Regions from separate parts of the Dromaius novaehollandiae genome. Here region 2 is linked to region 1. A link is a contact called in public Hi-C data. All regions are on one chromosome and are shown on one strand. The core of a region is the stretch at or near the end of the contact, and the rest is flanking DNA. Distances in the headings are between cores, read along the strand shown. Region 1 holds the start of ZPBP (zona pellucida binding protein). Region 2 overlaps IKZF1 (IKAROS family zinc finger 1).

Region 1 (3,946 bases), core at 910-3,409:
TCTGCCTTTAGAAGCTCTGGATAGACAGTTCTATTTCCAGAATTTTCATTGGACTATGGTTTTAAATATTAGCCATGAACCCCAATTTGTTTCACATTAAAAACAGGGAGAGTTTCCATTCCCATGCTGCAACTAATATGAAATGATCAGACCCAATTCTAGGCAAAACACTTCAATATGAACTAAAAAGGTAACGTGCTTTTCTGGAAATGCTCATTAGAATTTGCTGACTGGTCCCTCTTTGTTACAGCAGAGACAATGAATCGTACAAATGCTCTATTGCAGTCGATACTTTCAGTTCAAATGTCCAGTGCAAACATATTTTATAAGGTTGTTCTTTCGGAAACTTGGAGAATAGTGTTCAGAAACTAATTTTATTTATTTATTAAGCATCATGAATTTTTTTGTGATTATAAATAAAATTAATAACTTGCTTTACCTCCAAGTTGTGCCCTGATAGAAGCGGCTGACACGTCCCTGGAGTTCCATCTTCTGTCCTGGCTGATTTCCTCCAGGAGGATCATCTGCCTCCTGTGGGCAGTCTGGCCTCTCTTTCCTGAGATGGGGACCCGCTGGTGAGGTTTCACATCACTGTAGTCCACCAGGGATTCAATAGCTCTTCCAATGTTGGGCTGCAGTTCAGCATCAGCTCCTGGACTCACAAAACCTGAGCAAGGATCTACTAAAGACACATAATCCCGATGTGGGAATAAAGGGTAATTCAGCTCTCCTGGAGAGGTGTACAGATGGAATTTAAGGAAAGAATTACTGTCTTTCTCTTCAAAGCTGGCAAAATCATGTCTGTCCTCAGAACCTCTCACAAAAGGCATGCACATCTTCTTCTTTAACAGATTTCGATACTGCTGGCGATCCATCTTGTTAAGTGCTTTAGCTGACATATGAGACTTTGTAAAAGGCACCTTACTGCCTTTCAGCTCCATGGGAAACCATGGTCATTCTCTTCTGTCGTTCTTATATAGCAGCAAACTTAAAAGACTCCACTCCCATTTCTTCAGTTTTCTGAAGTCCTATCTAATAAACCACAGTAAAACTAGAGGTCATCGTCCAGAAGATCAGTGCAAAGAAACCATAAAAGAGCAAGGCAGCGGTTTAAATAGTGACTTCTCTCCTGAAAAGAGATTTATCAGGTAGGGTACAAAAAAGAATGAAGCTCTCAAATGAACAGAATCTTTTTTGTTGCTTGGTAACAAGACAAACCACCTCACAATGAGATGTTTCATGGTATATAACATGGTTCACAGGTACCACACTAATCTAGTCCTTCAAGGGAACATAGTTAGCAACTTGAAATGACACTACAACTACTTATTCGTCTATGACAGCCAAAATTAAGCAACTTTCAATTTTTCCAAGAATGATACAGTACCTTCATCGAACTATTTTAAAATAAGCTAGTCCATTCATATTTAGACAAAAAATATGAACTGCACTGAAATATATTTAACACAAAAAATCTATCAAATACAATGGCACATAAATGCAGATATAGAAAAATTATAATTACTACCTGGAGTAAGTAAATCACATTTACACACGTGACTTCACAATCTTCCATGCTGCTTAATTTCCTCCAGAGTTTTACCATTTGTTCTCTTGGGTTGGCAAATCCATTAGAGGCTCGGGTCAGAATACGCAGCACTCATTTCGTAATCCCAGGCTCTGGGATCATCTTTATTAAGAAATCTAAACAAAAGTGGTCACATTTACAGACGTCTTCTCTGCATGACTTCAGTGCCACCTGCAAAGGTTTGGCACTTTGAAAAAAATCAAGCTATGTTTATCTGGACAGTTCAATTCAGATTACAGGGCCTTTACTTTATGGCCATGTTAGGATAAATTATATGCACAAGGCCTGATCTTTCTCTCACTTACGTTAGTCTCGCATGGATGTAACTTCACCGAATTCCTAACTTGTTCTTGATCAACACAAGATCAGAAATTGGCCTAACATTTATTACAGTACAGGTCTATAAAAATAACAAATTGTGCTCCATAACTTAGAATTCGCGGTGGTTTCCCTTTGGAGTAGTTTGTTGATGAAGCAAAAAAACAATAAAAAAGCTTCCTTTATTACTAAGACAGCTTTCTTTATATAGGTCACAAGAACCAAAACGGGTAGAAAGGCACAGCTGACAACATGCAGTCCCAGCATCACAAGGCTAAGCCAGCAATACGAAAGCACATCTTGTGTTCGCTTTCTATCACAGAACTGTATTCAGGTTAGTGAAAAGATACTTAACAAGTTTGGCTTTTGCCTGTAACGAGCCTTCAAAATGCCACATTGGAGTCTATATTTACTTACACTCTGTAATCTCCATACCAAATATATCCAGTTAATACATTAGAAATAACATCCAGTGTTTCAAATCAACCTTTTCCCCACTGCTTACTTTCTCCTAGAAAGCTTTAGAAAGTGAAGGCAGGAGAGACTATGGCATGGGACCCAGCTAAGGCACAAGATGGAGAAGCATCCGAGGATTATTCATGTTTTGTTGCATTGATTTTGCCGAGTGGAATATAATTAAAACGTCTTCCTGGATTTTGGTGACAGAAATTCTTTCCAGATTATCCTGGGGGGCAAACTGGCCAAGCAAGGCTTTATTATTTCTACTGACAATTTTCAGAAGCAATTCATGCTTTAAAGAGGTATTTGGAGGAGCTGGTGATATGCCTAAACTACTATTTTTAACCAGATGTCTACCTTTCACTTTGCCCTCCGATTCCTATGGAACAGGCTTTTTTTTTTTCTTGGAGGTAAGCAGCTATTTTTCTTCCCTGGCACAGTTAGAACATACCAAATTTTCTGATGCAGAATTCCCTTCTCTAACCTATCAGGAATTAACTATCTTTAGGGCCACAGAAACATGCAAACTTCCTGGGATCCCACTTTAACTGCCTTTTTTGCAGTGTGATCATGACCACGGCTATAAATGCCCTTAACATTGACTAGATCAGCACAGTTCTTCGGTTTTGCAATGGAAACTTCTATCTTTTTTTAGAGGAACAACTGCACCGAGCATGAAGCGAGTCCCCCGTGCCTTCTGCCACCCCCAAGTGCACTCTCTGGGTCAGGGTGCCCATCGCAAGCCCTGGGCGGGGGGGGGGGGGGGGGGGAGGGGGGTCTCCACGGTGCACACCGAAGTGCCTCGGCGTTACTGGATCGGGATTCACCATGTACAAGCAGGCGGCTGGGAGGATGTAGGGCGGACCTGCTGCCGCCACAGATGTTTCCCTGAGGTTTGAGGATGTGAAAGCCGGCCCCTACCCGCTCTGGCCAGAGCCCGGCTCTCCGGGCTGGGAAAGCCCCGCCGCAGGTCACGGCAGGGAAGGCCGGAGGCGGCAGCGCCCCACCTCCCCTCTCCGCAGCCGCGGCCCGGCCCGCGCTCGTCCCCACGGCAACGGCGCCCGTTGGGGGCCGCTAACGGCCGGCGGGGGGCGGCGCGGGCGGCTTGGTGAGGGGGATGTGGCGCGCGGCGCGCGGAGGGGCGCGGCCCCGCCGCGGGGCAACGGCCGCCGCTGGCCACCTCCTCGCGCTCGTGCTCGTCCTGCTGCGGGCACCCGCCGCAGGTAGCGTGCTCGGCCGTGTCTCCGTGCCTGCGCCGGGTGGACAGGCGGGGGTGGCTGCCGTAGGCGTCCCCGAGCTCACTGCCCGCGTTGGCCTTTGTCCCTGCCCCCGTTCGTTCACTGTTTACACGCCACACGTGCGTCCCTGGCTGAGGCCGCCGGCGCTGACTCTGCGTGGCCCTTTGGGGTGGTTGTGCAGATGCGCTGCCTCGTGACACGGGACTTGGCCAGGAAGGCTGTGCCAGTTTACATTCAGCTTTTCCCTGCGTTTTCTCTTCTAAATCTGCTCGTGCTTTTCCCCCTCATATACACCACTGGGATTAATTTTACTTTCCTTATGTGGAGGCGGAGATGGAAACGA
Region 2 (3,892 bases), core at 343-2,842, 150 kb before region 1:
GGCACCTGTGGCAGGATTTTCAGAAGTGCCACGTGTCTGTAGCTCCCGGTGATTTGAATGAGAATTGTATGCTCAGCAGCCCTGAAAATTCAAGGCCTATGCAACTAATGGAAAAGGTGGGCCAAAAATTTAAAACGCTGGCTTTTCTATATGTGAAATGGATGAGGAGACTCCTTTTTAAATGAAGACTTCCACTGCCTTCTGCAGGCCATGTCTCCCCAGTTAACTTTTTTTGGCTTTAATGATGCATCAGGGCCAGAAGTTGCTCTCATGCACCATTTTCCTTCCAGCCAGGCTGCAGATTGTTTCTTGATGGAAGACAGGGCTTAGTTGGCCCATAGCAGATACAGATGCCCTGGAGCACCAACTCTCCAGACAAAACAGGAACAGATTTTTCAGAAATCAAATATTTTCATTTCTAGTTGCAGCATTTTCAGCTTTCAGTTTGCCACAGCTCCTGAAAACTTGAACCTTTCAGTGAAACCTTTTCTCTCTCTCCTATACTTTTGACCAGCTCTGCTCACAAGCTGCCAGAAACAATGTGATATTCTCATTGTTGCTCACCAGTTTTCCCCTAATAAAATATTGACTGCATGCATTTTTTTCCTACACAGAAAAAAATAGGAAAGTGTTGCGTTATCAGATCTATGTGCTCCAAGTCTGGCTCTGAGTTCTTATTTTGATATCTACTAAGAGAATCTGGGGTGTTTTAGTGTATATCTTGCTTGCAAAGACTGATTAGAAAATGTTGGTTGCTGAACATGTTTAGCTACTGGTTTGATGTTTCGATGCCTATGTGCCGATTGCGAAGCCTGTTTGGGGGCACAAGGCTGAAAATACTCACTCCTCATAGTTGTATGTTTGCATCTACGTAATACTTCACGTCTTTGCACCTACAGCAATTTCCAATGCAATTTAATCAAGATAAGGGGCTAGCAAAAAATACCAATAAAGATGATTACAAAGAAAGTCTTTGAAACATAATAGATACGCAGGATATGTTTTTAGCTGCACAACCTTTCATTTAAATCTGTGGATGTCTCTACTGAAGTTCCAGGATTTAATAACATCGATCGTTTCTGCTGAAACAGAATTTTGTAGTTCATTTTACTAAAAGCTATCTATTATGGTGCACAAAAAATTAGTACATTAAAACCTCTCTTCTTAAAGAGTGGCTATAGTTTATGATCAATCTGTATCACAATAACTTGGGAAAAATCTAGATTTTGGGGAACTTGTTAGAATTAATGATTATAATACCATTAGAAAATTTTTCTTTCATCTCATTTTGTTCATAAAGTGTTACTAACAAAAGTGTTTCTAAAACTTTATAAACTGTGCTTTTGCTAAACAAAGCAATGATCCCTGTTTCCCTTAACCGTGTGTTAGGAAATTGCCTGTGATGGACCCTGAAAGAGCCAGAGACACAGAGAAATCATCTTTGTTACAGTAGGTAGTAGAGGTAATTCCTCCGTGGTGCATTTTGAATTGCCGTGACTCTGCAAGCAGGAGTAGCTGCATCCTGCAGTGACCCTGCCTTGCTCCTGGGCGAGAGGCTAGAGCAGAGCCCTGGCCAGGCAGCAGCGTGCAGCAGCCACTTGCAGCAGCAGTGTGGCTTTTGTGGCCGGGGGCACGGTGGCGAGGCTGCAGCAGCTTTAGGATTTGCTCTTCAGCTACTCCCACATGCAGACAGTGGCAGCTCGGGGCTGCTGCACCAGACCATAACATTTTCCTGTCCCTGCATCTTGCTTCAGCTGTAGGTGGCCCCTTCCTTGTGTCCTGTGGCAAAAGAGCTCAAAGGCTTCTCAAACCCAACTAGTCTGCAAAAGAAGCTGAATGCACCTCTTTTGGTTTGTTCGCTTTTAATTATTCTCCCTTTCCAGCAAGCACAGTCGCCTTCTAGGTGAGACCACTCACCCCTCCTGCTTGTGGCCCCCCACGCCGCCCCCAGGACCCTGCCAGAGAGGCAGCAGCGCTGAAGCCACCAGGATTTGCCCTGGGGTGGGCACGTCCCCCCCACCACGGGCCCACGGCTGCGTCAGGCCGGCACCGAGGGGGCTCCATCCTCTCTTGTCTTAAAAGACACATCTCACTTTGCAGACATAAGTTAATTGCATTTCAAATTTTTATGAAATTTGCTTGATTTTTTTTAAATACAATGTTCTCAAAGAAAAATGAAGTTACAATATAAAATCACAGCAAAAAAAAAAAAGTGTGTAAATACAACTTTTCTATTAGAAAAGGCAGTGCCAGGGAAGGGTTGGGAAGCAGTTCTTTTTAAAAACAGATATAAACTTAAAGCCATTCATCATATTCACTCCTTTTAGGGTTGAGCTAAACCATATAGGGTATTGCACCAGCACATAAGAGAGAAAAAGGGAGATAACACTAAACTAGTTTTCTAAGGGCACAATTTTTTTAGATGTACACACAAAAACAGCATATTTTCATGCCTTCCTCACATGTTCATAAATAAAATTATTGAAACATTTGTTGCCAAATAATTTGAAGATGATTTTGTGCAAACCAAACCAAAACAACAACAAAAAAGAGCCCCTTTACAAACAAGGAATGCTGTTTTGTTTGCTCCTGCCTATACCCTCTGATACACTGTATCGTAATAAATTTACTTATACTACTGTACTGTTTAATATACAACATCAACATATTGTGTTATAGTATAAATAGGAAAACTCCAGACCCAGGAAACAAATCCACTGCAACTGACAGTGCATCATCATGTGGTACAAACCATTTTCTATATACAGATAGATAGATAGATACAAAAGAAAAAAAAAAGATACACACAACCACAGATACTGGCATGTGCATGTCAACAAGAAAAGTGACACAGAACCTCAGGCACACACGTGCATGTGTGCATACAAATGCCAAGGCAGTGAATCCATCCAGTAATCAGAAATGATATTTAAAATACCAATATTTTTTCAACCCATACTTAAAGGCTAAGTCCAAGACAGTTTTAAACTCCACTGGAGCTATGCCTGTTTACACGAATAATGAATGTGGTTTTACTTCTGGGGTTTTTTTGATTTTATTTTAGTTCAAAACAAACAACCTCCCAAATCAGCTCTCCCCCAAAATGAAGTGTAAAAAAAATTACGGCGTGGCATGTATAGTGGCCTAAATCTAAGAGCAGTAGAAAAGTGGCGTAACAGTAATAAAAGCAGCGTGTTTCTCTATAGTCTCATCAGATGTCATTGAAGAGGAGCTAAGACATTACCAAGTCCCTTCTTGGTCATACACATTGGAAAGGTGAGAGGAGGGAAGAACAGATGAATTTATCCTTGCCAACTATGAAAAACGAAATAATTTAAACTTTAATTGAAAAAAAAATCTTATCACTGAAAGCCCTTTCTTTGAAGGTCTTCTGCACATCACGCCTATACAACTTATTTAAATGCTACTTCCAGGTAGCTGCGTACAGTGTGTTTTGAAGCTGAATCAGTAACAGCCATGATGAAACCTTAGCTGGGGCATGATAGTAGCCCGCAAATCTTTTGAGGCCTTACCTCCATAATATCTTTGGCTGGAAGGCATCAAGCTATAATATCTCTTTTGGTAATTAAGTTATAATACCATGGGAGGGGGTGGTACTCAGCACTGGACCTGTACTTTATACTAGCCCACCCCCCCCTTTTTTTTTTCTGGCATTGGTGCACTTGTATGTACTATCCTACCTAATATGTACTAACAACTTTCTTTGCACTATTGTAGGTGTATGCATCAGTCTGTGAATGTTCATACACAGCAGTCGTATCTGGTGACGAAGCTACTAACTACGCACACCTTGCAGTGTAACCCCACCACTGCGCACCTTTGTTACCCAAGGGAAGTGGCCTATAGTTAGTGTGAAAAGCTAAGGAACTCT

Evidence for each region. Hi-C and Micro-C count contacts between places; a contact is called where the count stands out from the background.
Region 2: a Hi-C map of ovary shows a contact between it and region 1, with 3 times the contacts expected there. The contact joins the enhancer-like site here to the promoter of ZPBP in region 1.

Annotation. Positions count from the first base shown.
Region 1 is chr2:64,491,845-64,495,790 of bDroNov1.hap1, reverse strand. ZPBP (zona pellucida binding protein) reads left to right here and starts at 2,159. Exons shown (of 8, transcript XM_064505474.1): 1 at 2,159-2,240. The coding sequence starts at 2,159. SPMIP7 (sperm microtubule inner protein 7) reads right to left here and starts at 1,393. Exons shown (of 11, transcript XM_064505476.1): 1 at 1,388-1,393; 2 at 916-963; 3 at 440-914. The coding sequence starts at 1,393.
Region 2 is chr2:64,643,296-64,647,187 of bDroNov1.hap1, reverse strand. IKZF1 (IKAROS family zinc finger 1) reads right to left here. Exons shown (of 7, transcript XM_026102319.2): 7 at 2,104-3,892. The region is part of intron 4 of FIGNL1 (fidgetin like 1); the gene reads left to right. Among named protein-coding and RNA genes, the nearest start is that of FIGNL1, 21 kb to the left of the region's middle. Within about 2 kb of position 1,592, at least 1 of the 2 cell types and tissues checked has open chromatin away from gene starts, as enhancers often do.